Regions from separate parts of the Mus musculus genome. Here region 2 is linked to region 1. Evidence: chromatin contacts called from public Hi-C data. All regions are on one chromosome and are shown on one strand. Each heading gives the region's core, a stretch centred on a gene start, on an enhancer-like site or on the middle of the called end of the contact. The rest is flanking DNA. Distances are from core to core; before and after follow the strand shown.

What was found. Hi-C and Micro-C count contacts between places; a contact is called where the count stands out from the background.
Region 2: a contact with region 1 is called in a Hi-C map of cerebellum, with 2.3 times the contacts expected there. The contact joins the promoter of Cacna1d here to the enhancer-like site in region 1. A contact is called at or near these places in 7 of 484 Hi-C or Micro-C datasets (brain, cerebellar granule neurons, cerebellum and 3 more), 6 of 115 datasets of contacts at active chromatin or transcription factors (SST interneurons, bone marrow-derived macrophages, embryonic forebrain and 3 more) and 4 of 9 other capture datasets (adipose tissue, liver, macrophages and 1 more).

The regions. Positions count from the first base shown.
Region 1 is chr14:30,214,996-30,220,885 of GRCm38.p6, reverse strand. All of the region lies in intron 3 of Cacna1d (calcium channel, voltage-dependent, L type, alpha 1D subunit), which reads left to right. Gm52107 (a long non-coding RNA gene) reads left to right here. Exons shown (of 2, transcript XR_003951104.1): 2 at 1-5,890. Among named protein-coding and RNA genes, the nearest start is that of Gm52107, 6.2 kb to the left of the region's middle. Within about 2 kb of position 2,620, at least 37 of the 459 cell types and tissues checked have an H3K27ac peak or open chromatin away from gene starts, as enhancers often do. A contact at or near this core is called in bone marrow-derived macrophages, cerebellar granule neurons, cerebellum and 3 more, where this site is marked.
Region 2 is chr14:30,349,754-30,356,236 of GRCm38.p6, reverse strand. Cacna1d (calcium channel, voltage-dependent, L type, alpha 1D subunit) reads left to right here and starts at 2,751. Exons shown (of 47, transcript NM_001083616.2): 1 at 2,751-3,312; 2 at 5,288-5,597. The coding sequence starts at 3,246.

The sequences.
Region 1 (5,890 bases), core at 1,371-3,870:
CGTGCCCCGTCAACTGATTCCTGCCTCCTAAAGAATTCCTTTGAGTTCATCTTCTAATCATAGCTGATTCAATCCCACTCCTCCATCCCTTGAATGTAATCTCAGTCAGTGCAAGGTGCCTGGAGCAGAATTGTAATGGGGGGTTTTATTGTGCTGCCCTCTGTAGAATAGGAACCAACAAACGGGGAAGCTTGGAAAATGGTGTCTATAGAGGAGGGGACAGCACTCAGGACATAATCTTTAATATACCCAGTGACCAAAACCAGTTCTCTTTCAACAGAGCTTTAAGTAACAGGTAGCCTGCCGTCCACTCCCACGGCAGTGGTGCTGGCTGTCCATTTTAACGTTGAGGACTTTGGACAAGTGTGCTGACAAGTATGGTTGTTCTAGTTAGCACAGGGTAACTGCTGAGTGGGAGGAGACATTCTTGAGCCCCCGGAGGATGGAAGTGAGCCGAGGGCAGACATTAGATCCATACTCATTCCTTTTTCCTTTTCTTGGAATGAAGTCACAACAGCATTGTTCTCACTTTTAATTGCCACGAAGCTCATTCTTAACTGATCTACACAGTAATAAGTACAAGAAAGGAAAAATAAAGGAGCCGAGATTGAGCACTGGCTCGCTTTCCCTTACGTGTGGTCATGGAAACAACTTTGTCCTCTGACAAAGAGTCTGCTCTGCTTTTTCCTCTCCTGACACCTAAGCTTTCTCCAATCAGGTGGTTTTTAAGCTGTCCTTGCCCCTGCTAGCCCAAGCTCAGCTTCCATCTGGGAGGTGTGTGCTGTGCTGCGATGCTTTCCTTGGGACATACCATAGGAGCATCCAAGTGCATTTCTGCAATCCCTTAACAGGCATGCGTCAGGCCACACATTCCTCAGCCTGTGAGCTGTGACCCTAACAGGATATTAGAAACAGAACTTCTGTGAGGATTAGTGGGCTCCTTAGTGGATAGATATGGGATGGACTTTTCCAGAGGATGCTACAAGATTGTGGTGTGTGTGAGTGTGTGTACACACGTGCACGTAGGTAAATATTTGTGTGAGTGTGTGTATGTGTGTGTGGTAAAAGATGCCCTTTGAGGTACATAGAAAACAGAAGCTGGAAGCACTCCTAAATGTGCTGCTAGACAAGGGTGTGAGAAGCTGAAAGATCGTTAGAGAGGGAGAGGGTGGATGCTCTGAGGACTATCTTTCACTGCTCCCATCCTGGAATAAAGAGGGTGTCCTGTCTGTGAGTCCTTGACCTACACCCCCAGCCACAGCCTTGAAACCTTTCTGGTTGTTTTTAAAAGTCAAACATGGTTAAAGTGACTCTCGTGGTACAGGGATGACAGAGACAGGTGGCTACAATTTCAGTTTGTCTTTAGCTGCTGTCTTGGCTTTTGATAATGGACAATGTTCTTCCTTCTAAACCTCTATTTCCCCCTCTACACTTTACTAGTTGAATGTGGAGGTCTCAGAAAATGCTGGGGTCAGGAGAATAATGACCCATGTGAAACAAGAAGGAAATCTGGTTCAAAGCAGTTCAGCAGCTGGTGTTGGTTCAAACTTCCAGAGTCTGACCCTAGGGAGTTTATTTTAGGTGTATTTAAGTACAGTTCAAGTAGGGAGGGAAAAGTTTCTTGGTGTAACCCAATCCCGTATGCACAAGGCATAATTGCAGCAAAAACTCTTTTAAAAGTACATGTCACTTCCTTCATGAAGATGTATCATCTTAAGGGCCTAACAGGGAGGATCAGGAATTGTCTCAGTCATGGAGATACTACAGAGGTCATCAGGCATAAAGTTCATGTGATATCACCCATAAAGACAGGTTCTATTGACAGAGAAAAAAAATGCTCAAGTAAAGGTCTTGGGAGGAAGAGTCTGGAATAAATGTAATAGTCTGGGGGCTAGGGGGATTCGGGAACAGACAGACCCTATAGATAATACAGATCACCGGGCTATTAACTACATCCAATCCCATGCTCTATATGTCTTTTTCCATTGAAGAGGCAACCTTGGGCATTTAACACCCTCAGTTTCCCTAATGTTTATCTGTGAGCATGAGGACCTTGTGCCCTCGGCAATTCAAGAACCCCGAATTATAACATAAAATAATTTACTTTCCAGTGTCTACTCTCACCTACACCATTTGAGATCCCCTTATCCCCTTTGTATCCTGACACCTGAGCCAGACTAGCTCTTCCTGCCTGGTTTTCATTCTGAGGAGGATGGCATTGTCCTAATTCCTGCAGCATGGCGTGATCTCCCTGTGAGCAGTGTGACCTGACCCCTGTCCCATGTGCCACAGCTTGAGCATGCCTCCGTTTTTGAGAAAGCGAAGGAGGAAGACCAGTTATAGGCCTTTTTATTTGATGAGACACCACTGCAGTATCTTTTCCTGGTTGGATTTGTAGCTTCTCTAGCCAAAACTGGCCAGGTGGCTACACACTCCATTTGACAGGTGTCCACAGGCAGATCCCCAGCGGGATCTTTAGAGGCCACCCTACTAAGCAGGTCCTGACAGAGACATGTGGCTCTAGTCAGCCATTCTGGTTCCTCCTTCCCAGTCTGTGGTTGGGCATGTGACCTTGCATGGCAGCCAGCGCCCTTGGGTGAGATCCCAGAAAGAGTTCCAATCTAGTTACCCTGTGTGGCTCACTTGGCTGGGAGGAAGCACAGAGGAAGTTTGTGAGCCCCTGCCAGACCACAGGGTGGCATGGAGACTGGCCTTCTAAGGCCAGCGGAGAATCATTTCAGGAATCAGCCAATGCCAAGAGTGCTTTTGGGGGCGAGGTGCTAGCTGCTTCTTGGGAACAGGGCTGCCCTTGATTCTCTTAAGTCCTTGGTATTGAGATCTAGGAAGGGAGTCCTCCTTTTGGCTTCTCGGCTCCTCCCCTGGGCTGAAGACATTATGATTATGCCTCAGTAAATTGAAATAGGAAGGTGAACTCTAGAAGGCTCAGAGACATCAAACCCATTTATTGCTTTCTTGCAAAGTGTGCTGCTTAGTGGTTCTTCCTCTCAGCAGAGAGGCCCATTTCCCTGGTACCACAGCAATGGAAGCCCTCATCCCCTTTTAGGCAGAGCAGAGGATGTGAGCCCAGGTGTCAGGGTGGGTTCAGCCTTCATCCTTTGGGGCCATGTGTTGTGCTTTTTGTGCCTTTTCTGGGATCATGTTCTTTGTTGAAGTTCGAGGGAAGCATCCACTGTCACCACTCCATCCCCCAGATCCCGCTCGCTCTCCACACGCGATTCTGGGCCAGCTCGAGGGAATGTTTGGGAATGTGCCCTCACCCATTTCTTACAGTGAGTGTCATGGCCCTTAAAGTATTTTGCAGAAACTATTATTTTAATTCATTTTTATGGTGGCCATGGGATTTTTAAAATTTATTATTATTTTAATAGTCTCATAGGAACTTTGGTTAAATGTAGAATAAAATCTGAAAGCTTCTATGGGAATAATGAAGAATCGGCCCTTCAAGGTCTTAAAAAATATCCCCTAGTTGCAGTTCCTTTTATGCCCACAATTCTGAATTGTAGTGTCTCTCTCCAAAGCAGCCTCTGCACTGTGACAGTGGCAGAGAGAGCTTCTGCCAGCCCTGCCAGCACTATAGCTCCAGCATCTGGAACATCCCCAGGAAGCAGACAGGGAAAGGCTGCAAGGACTGTGATAAAGCTTCTGTTTGCAGTGACATCACTAGTATCTTATACATAGCCTGGGGATTAAGCAAAAGACAGAACACCATCCGCCTTGCAGAAGGAAGGAACCAGACTAGGTAATCAGCACTCACTCTTTTTATGGCAGAAAAGTGAAACCAAACTTGTTCTCTCTCCTGAGCACCACTGGTCCAGACCAGGGCAGTAGACCTTTTTTTTTTTTTTTTTTTTTTTTTAAATAAGAAGCAGAGATAACTTTGCTTTGTGGACCTTGCAGTTTCTGTCCTCACTATTTGGCTCTGCTGCCGTGAATATAACATCCACAGTTAATACGCAAACAAGGTACTTCCGCATAGTAAAGCTTCATTTTCAATGGTAAGCTGGCAGGCCGAAGACCGGAGCTCACCAACTCTGGTATGGTGAGAAGTTCTCATTTTGAACTGTTGCCTGCTTGCCTTCACGTCACCCCAGCTCTCTCCAGTTCCTCTTGATGAGGCCCAGAGAGCAGACACATAACACTGCACACACATACACACATACATGCACACACATACATATACACACATACACATACATACATACATATACACATATACACATATACACATATACATAGACACACACACACACACACACAGATACTTTCCTCTGTGTTGGCACACTAAGCAGGCAGAGGTTGTTATAGAACATATAACTTTGGATAGTTTACCAGCCTCAGGTCCAAGTGTGCATGAGGTGACAGCTGATCCTTAACTGCCAAAGTGTTCCAAAAGTCCTGTGAGAGCAGCGTGATATTTGCTTGAGTTCTTACTGTGCTGATGGCTATGTGTTTGGAGTTTGTTATCAGTTTCTGAGCCTAGCTCCTGGAAGTGTAGTTCTAGAGCCCAGGAGGAAGCAGAGGACAGCTGAGCCCTGATTAGGTCTCTGACTTCTGCCACACTCGTTCTTGTTCTTGATCATCTTAGTTGTTTCCCTTTAAAGTCAGCTAAGAGATCTGTTGAAAACACATAAACACTTTAAAGATTCTTGTCATCTGGGTGTGACTGGACATTGGCTTGCTCATCTTTTGACACAGGGCATCTGGCTGTGCTTCACTCTCTCCTGGTCAGCATGCCCATTCTCTCTCCTATAAATGATCCCTACAATATGAATCCACTTCCCAGTTAATAAAATAAGGAGCTGGGTGCACAAGCGTAAACTCAAGCCAGACCAAATTCTAGCATTGAGAGCGGAGGGAGCACCCGATCCCACCCCTGCTGGCCAATCATTGGCAATCAATAGCTGCTGGATGAACAAGGCAGTTTTCTCTGAGTAGAGTGCTTGGTAAGTAGACTACATGCTGGTGGAAGGCAACACATCCACAAATATTAGAACAGCACAAATCAGTCTTTGAGAGAGGGGGTGGGGAATGGGGAGGGAAAGAAGGGGAGAGAGGGAGAGGGAGAAAGATTTGGCGGAAGGGAGATGAATGTACTCAAACTACACTACATGGAATTTTCAAATTCCTAACTTAGTTTTTAAAAGACTGAGGAGCCAGGTGTGATGGAGCACACCTGTAATCCCAGCAAGCTGCATTGTTTGGTTCCGTATCTGTGATAGGAAGAGGCAGGGGAGTTGATACTCAAGATCTGCATCATCAGCCACCTTCCCAGTTTATGGGGAGTCTAGGCCACATGAGGCCACATTTGGGCAAATAAACAACAGAACTGAAAGAATCACAAGAAGAAAACAGAACAATTCTAAGAGTTTATGATTTCTCTCTTTCCCTGGCATCTCAACTATATCTGACCACCAATAAAAATAGAGAGCAGCATTCCTTATCAGGATGCTGGAAGGGTTCTGTCTAGTTTTCATGGGTGTGATACCTTTTTTTTTTAACTGTCATATTTCGCCATAGTTAAGTTAGGCAGCTACAATAGCAAACCACATGTAGCATAAACTTTGGAACAAATATAGCCATCTCATAGTAAGCATCCCTTTTTAAGAGTTGGGAATGAAAATGTAACTTTCTAGAAATTAAAGGAACCCCTCTCAGGTCTGCATGTTTGGGCATCAGCCACTGCATCTTACCCTATAGAACAAAGAATGCCAGCATAGCCATGTGGGGTGAATGGAAGCAATGTACTGCTCCCAGTGGGAGCTCCTTAGAGCTTTTCAGAACCCACCTCTCACTAGGAGGGATTGTGTTCCCTCATGCCGCTGTCTTCCTCTGAACTCTGTATCTGGGATGTAATATAAATAAATATTTC
Region 2 (6,483 bases), core at 1,502-4,001, 140 kb before region 1:
AGCTTACAGAACTGTGTAGAATGGGGGGAAAGGCAAAAAACCAAACAAACAAAAACCCAACAAAACCCAACCAACCAACCAACCAACCACAAAACAACCACCCCACCACCCATTTCTGCCTCACAAAAGAAAAAATGAAATCCCCAAACCCTCAAAATTTGACGATGATGTTACACAAAATGGGAAGCCCAAACTTCAACTCCAGGGTCTTTTGAGATACCTACTGCTCAGAGGGCAAAAGCATTTAATACCAAACTGGAGCACCTGCGTTCATCTTGCCCCCTCACCCAGCATGGTGGAGCACCTGTGTTCATCCTGCCCCCTCACCCAGCATGGTGGAGCACCTGTACTCATCTTGCCCCTTCACCCAGCATGGTGGAGCACCTGCGTTTATCCTGCCCCTTCACCCAGCATGGCAGAAGGTGATAGCTATTTCTTGAACGTTGTTCCAGGGACTTCCACATACACACAAATAAATGAATATATATCCTTCAATTTCAAATACTTATTCATATTTTGAGTGTAGAACCCACACCCTTCACAGTTTAATCCTGCCAACTCTCAGTTAAAACCCCGTCACTGGTTCCCACTGCAGAGGAGTGCAGGATTCCATGTTACCTGTGCACCCGTTGATTTTCAAACAGATGCCACCCACACATTAATCTCTTTTGTGCCTCCATTCTTCCTGCCCTATTAAATCAGCCCCCCTTTTTAATAGAAACAAAGTTTTAGGTTTACAGGGAATTTACATAGAAGGTACATGTCTCCAGCAGTTTTTCTTATGATTACATCTTGGCTTGGTGTGGTATATTTGTTGAAACAGTAGCAATGGGTTATTGTTAACTTCCGTCCACAGTTTATATCACGGTTCACCTTTGTGGAGCACAGGTCTATGGCCTCTGACAATCAAATAATGCTCTAGGTCCATCATTATGGTGACATACAGAATAGCTTCATTGCCCTGTGGTTGTCTCTTCTCCCCGCTTAGTTAAGCGGTTAACAGAACTGGGAAGACTTCTCAGAGCCCTTCAATTCCAGGGCTCCAGAGCACCCTTGCATAGTGCTTCCTACACTTGGTATAGCCCAGCTTCTGCTTCTTCCAGTAGATGGTTTGCCCTTGAGGAAGGGACTGTGCACACAGATCAAAATTGGTAACTCCTAGCCTAGACAACTGCGCTTAACAGATGCCTGTTCAGTGTTGGCTGAACTAAATCGGACAATGGGCCAGTGTTAGCAAGGCATTTTCTGTAGAAGTCTCCAGAGGATAAGCTATAGACCTGGAATTCTGATAGTGACACACGTGCTTCCTTGCAAATCTGACCTATCAAAGGATATGTTCTTGCATCCTTTTTGATTTCAGCTAAGCACCAGCACAGGTGAGGTTGCTCAGACCAGCTTTCTTTTACACAGGCCACAGGCTGCTTCCCAATCCTGCCACTCTCCAAAGAGCCAAGTGAAAAAGCAGGCAAGCATGGTTGTTTTCCTCTATCCTAACTAGACACCCCTCTCTCAGGAAGACCCCTGGAGAGTCATTCTTCCCAGGTGGATCCCCCCTGCAACAATCAGAGATGCTCGGTGTGTCCTCTTTGAGCAAGGAGCACCTTCCCAGAAACATTTATTTTCTTAATTCACGCTGAGCCTTTTGCTTTAAAGACACTGTTCTCAAACGTTCTAAAACTCCGTAGGAACAAGCAGATCCGAACAAAGGCAAATAAATCGAATCCTGCAAAGTAACAAAGCAGACGCCTTTTCCCAACAGCCAGCACAAAGCTAAATGAAAAATATCAGTCATCCACTAGATACAGTATTTCCCCCTCCAGACGGAGCTGGGGCCTGTAGACCTCCCCCACTACAAACAGGAGGCCGAGAAGGTACAAAAAAAAGTATTAATTCCTAAACGAGTCATCAATTTGAGCTGCACAGTCTACCTCTCCACACTAGCAGTTTGAAAGACCTTGGCTGTTACTTCTCTGTACCTGTCTCCAAATACACGTGGAGGTGATGGCGAGAGGGAGGGAGCCCACCGCCACGTATGCATAAGGGAGGGAGGACGGGATTCAGGGCTGAGGGCAGATCTCTGAGGACAGTCAGTGCTCCCCAAAGAACAAGCCCCCCATCTCTTTGCACCTCTAAACTGGAAGAAACGGTGTAAGAGCTGGGGGACGCCTGTCCAGTCCAAGCAGAGCCCTCGAACCCTGAGCTTTGATGCTGCAGCAGCAGCGATCGCCTGCGGGCACCTGGGTTCCTGGGGGGAGGGGGGCGGGGCCTCCCCCAGGTGTGAGAGTGCGAAGGCCACCAGAGCCAGCCCAGCGGACCCCAGGGGACCCCAGCAGCCTCCGCTTGGGGACGCCGTGTAGAGGAGCGGCGCATCGGCGCCCCTAGCAGCAGGCACGGGGCCCCACGGGCCTGGCTCGGGGAAGGGGCGCCCGCGCGGCGGCGCCGAGGGGGTTAACCGGGCTGTCGGCGGCCGCAGCGCACTTAACCCTCGGTCAGCCGCGCCAGCCTGGGGGTGGCGGCGTCCGAGTCGCGCGCCGTGGAGTCCGGGGGGCGCGTGGGCCGCAGGCGGGCAGCTGGGGCGCGGCGCGGCCGGTGGGAGGCCCGGGCGCGCGGGGGAGGGCGGGGGACGGCGGCGGCGGGCGCGCAGCGTCGCCAGGGCGAAGCCGGCGTGCAGCGCGGCGCGGCGGGCGCGGAGCGGGCGGGCGGGCGGGCGGGCGAGCGCCTCCGTCCCCGGATGTGAGCTCCGGCTGCCCGCGGTCCCGAGCCAGCGGCGGCGCGGGCGGCGGCGGCGGCGGCGGGGCACCGGGCACCGCGGCGGGCGGGCGGACGGGCGGCATGGGGGGCGCGCCGAGCGGCCCGGCAGGCCGGGCGGGCACCACCACGGTGTCCCTCCGCTAGAGGAGGGGACCAAGCCAATTCTCCTTTGCAGTAAAAAAAAATAAAAAAAATAAAAAATTACATGTATATATTACTAAGATAATATATACATCTGATTTTATTTTTTACAAAAAGTTTATTTTGCTCCATTTTTCAAAAAAAAAAGAAGGAGCGTGGGTGGCAGGCGGTTTTTATAAATTATCTTTATTTTTGGTTATTTGTCTCTGTCCTTCCCCACCCCCTGCTGAAGCGAAAATAAGGGCAGGGACCGCGGCTCCTACCTATCCGTAACCTCCCATATCCGTTCCTCCCCCTCCCTAACCCTGAGCATAGTGCCCTGCACACAGTAGGCGCTCAATAAATGTTCGTGGATGATGATGATGATGATGATGAAAAAAATGCAACATCAACGGCAGCACCAAGAGGACCATGCGAACGGTGAGCAGCCTGAGCTTGGGTACCCGCTGCCAAACCTCATCCTATCATGATCCTACTCTTCCCACCCCCAACCCCCCATCTCCGATGCGTTGGGTGGGTTGAGGGGGTTGGAAATGATGCTTTTGGCTTGGTGTCATCTACATAGAAAGGGGTGATGCGCGGCAGCTACTCCGTTCTCCTCTTCAGGCCGTGAATGTCAGTTAATTCTGCATTTGCTGGGGTGGGGGCGGCCATTTGGGTGTGTGTGGAGTACTGTGGAGCCAAGGGGCAAGAGTGAGGTGATCCGGGTTCAGTGTGCTCGGGCTCAACTTTCCTCTTTCATCGCCCCTGAGCGATGGAAGAGGAGGTGTTAGTCTTCAGCCTGAACCCTTTTTCCAGCCTCCCCCTATCTCCCGCGCCTCTGGTTGACTAAGAAGAAGGTCCTTAGTAGCATCAGGAAAATTCTAGGACTGTTCCAGGTTTACCCCTTGGGTCGCTTGGTCCCATCATCTCATGGGAGAAGCCCCGGGTCTTGGGATCTGAGGGAACAGGGTCGGGTGGAGCGTGTATTCCCGCTCCCTGTGCCTCCTGTGCACACGTCGGTAACCTAGCAATGCCCAGAGAGTTGCTGCCGCTGTGGGGCTCTGCAACTCACCACGTGCAGTTTCCACACCAGCGGGGGCCGGGTCTAAGAAGGCTGGGGTGCTTTTGGCCAGGTTCCCTTCATGGAGGTCGTTAGCATTTCCCAGCCCTGGTTTTCTTGAAGCCTTTTCCGGTGAGCGCTTCTCAAAGGAACCGCTTGGCAAAACTAGTCCCTGATCTCAGATTGAGTGCCACCTGCCTGCTTTGCTCTGTCCCAGGCTTAAGGACAGTAGGGCAGGAGACCTGTGCTTGCTTTGACTCTTTACTTAGTGATAATTGGTTTTGCAAACGCCCGATTTCCAACCTCTGACACCACTCTCACTTTGACATCTGCTTCAGCAGAGGTGATGGTGGCCCAATGTCCATCTTCCAAGGAATGACCAGACCCACAGTGAGGCGAGCTCTATACATGAAGGGACACCCTCCATCCCATGCCCTCCCCTTCCCCCCTCCCCCGCCCGCTTTTGAGTATTTTGCCCTGGGAGTACCTGGATGCTACTCTACACTGAGATAATTATTGCATAGGCCTTGAGGTTCCCTGACATAATGCACCCTGACTCTTAGGGTGCAGGCCGATTAGATGCTGGCTTGGCTGCTGCTGCTGCAATTTAAAATGCAATAATAATAATAAAAAAGCCTTAAAGATGTTTTTCTGTTTTCTGAAGCTTGTGGAGGAAATGAGTCCCAAGCATCATGAATTTTCATTTGTAGGAAGTGTTAATGCATAATCTAGATATTTGTTGTGGGGCTTTTGGTATTGCCTGGTGCCAGTAAAGAGGTTTTTTTTTTTTTTCCCATGTAGAAAAAATTGCATATATGGCTATGGAGAGCTTTTGGAGGAATAGTCTAAAAGTGGTTAAAACTACTGAATTATTGGTTGAGTGTGTGTGTACGTGTGCCCGCGTGTGTGCGTGTGTGTGTGTGTGTGTGTGTGTGTGTGTGTGTGTTGGTAATTACTTTTTGAGAAAGGGAGTTGTGTATATCTGTTAAGCCATGAGAGATACATGTGTTTTCAAAGTCAGGAAAAGACACGGGATCACTGTGAGAATGGCCTCAGTTTGTCAGAAGAGATGCACTAAAAGATTCCTTTTGAAGACACAGGTATGGAAGAGTACCAGTGTGGTTAGGTGTGGCACAACAATGGCCCTGCATGACTGATGCTCAGAGTAGAGCTCTGGTGACTTTTGCATTGCCTGGCCAAACCCCACTACTTGTGACAGAAGGTTCAAAATGGGAAATGCAAGATGGGAGACACTTTTGCTTTTTAAAAAGATAGTATGGATTGAAGTCTTCTTCTTCTTCTTCTTCTTTTTTTTTTTTCCAAAAGGAATAATCTCTTTTCTCCTCTCCTCAGAGGCAAACTATGCAAGAGGCACCAGACTCCCTATTTCTGGTGAAGGACCAACTTCTCAGCCCAACAGCTCCAAGCAAACTGTCCTATCTTGGCAAGCTGCAATCGATGCTGCTAGACAGGCCAAGGCCGCCCAGACCATGAGCACCTCTGCACCCCCACCTGTAGGATCTCTCTCCCAAAGAAAACGTCAGCAATACGCCAAGAGCAAAAAACAGGGTAACTCGTCTAACAGCCGACCTGCCCGTGCCCTTTTCTGTTTATCCCTCAATAACCCCATCCGAAGAGCCTGCATTAGTATAGTGGAATGGAAGTATCCTTTTTTTTCTGTGGGAAGTCTTTCTCATTTGCCATCTGTGCTTCAAAAGGATTTGCTTTCTGCAGTGACACTTCTCAGAGCCTTAGCAGTCTGGAATGTGAGCAATGGTGGCAACTGCAGGCAAGGGGCTTCATGGGCTACGGCTTCCTGTCTCCCCAGCTTGCAGAGGGTGTGTCCATGAGTATATTTAGCCTGTGTGTGTGCGTGTGTGTGCGTGTGTGCGTGTGTGTGTGTGTGTATGTATGTAGTGCTGTGTGTGTGTGTGGGGGGGGGGAAGTGAAGATTGCAACTTCATAGTGGTAGGGAGTTAGAATATGAACGAGACCTTTGGTCATAGAACACTGGATAGGTCTGAAGCTGTTATTGTTTTGGGGGCAGTTATATGCATTTTAATTTGTTGAAAATTTGGTATGCTGATTCACAAAAAAAAAAAAAAAAAGATGGAGACTATTTTCAGTCTGTACTAGAAATGACCTTTAGTGGAATCTTCTGGTTCTAGTGACTGAAATTTGCCTGGACAGCTACAGTGAGTGTAAGGTTGCTTCTGGCTCTGCTATTTGCTAATTCTAATTGTTTAGGTAACTTTAAATGCGAACATTTGATTTATAGGGAGAAGTTACTTTTGATATTATTACTACTACTACTATTATTAGCTGATCAATGCTATGACTTCCTGAAATTTCTTTTTGATAAGCTTTAAAAAAGAGCCATGCAGCCATATAGCAAGTCTAGAAGCCATGCAGGGGAGGCTGGTGAGTGTCTCTTCCTCTAAGCCCCGTGTGTGACAAAGCAGCACTCCAGGGAGGAACTGACAGGTGCTGCATATGTCTGTGTATGTACACACACACACACACACACACACACACACACACACACATTT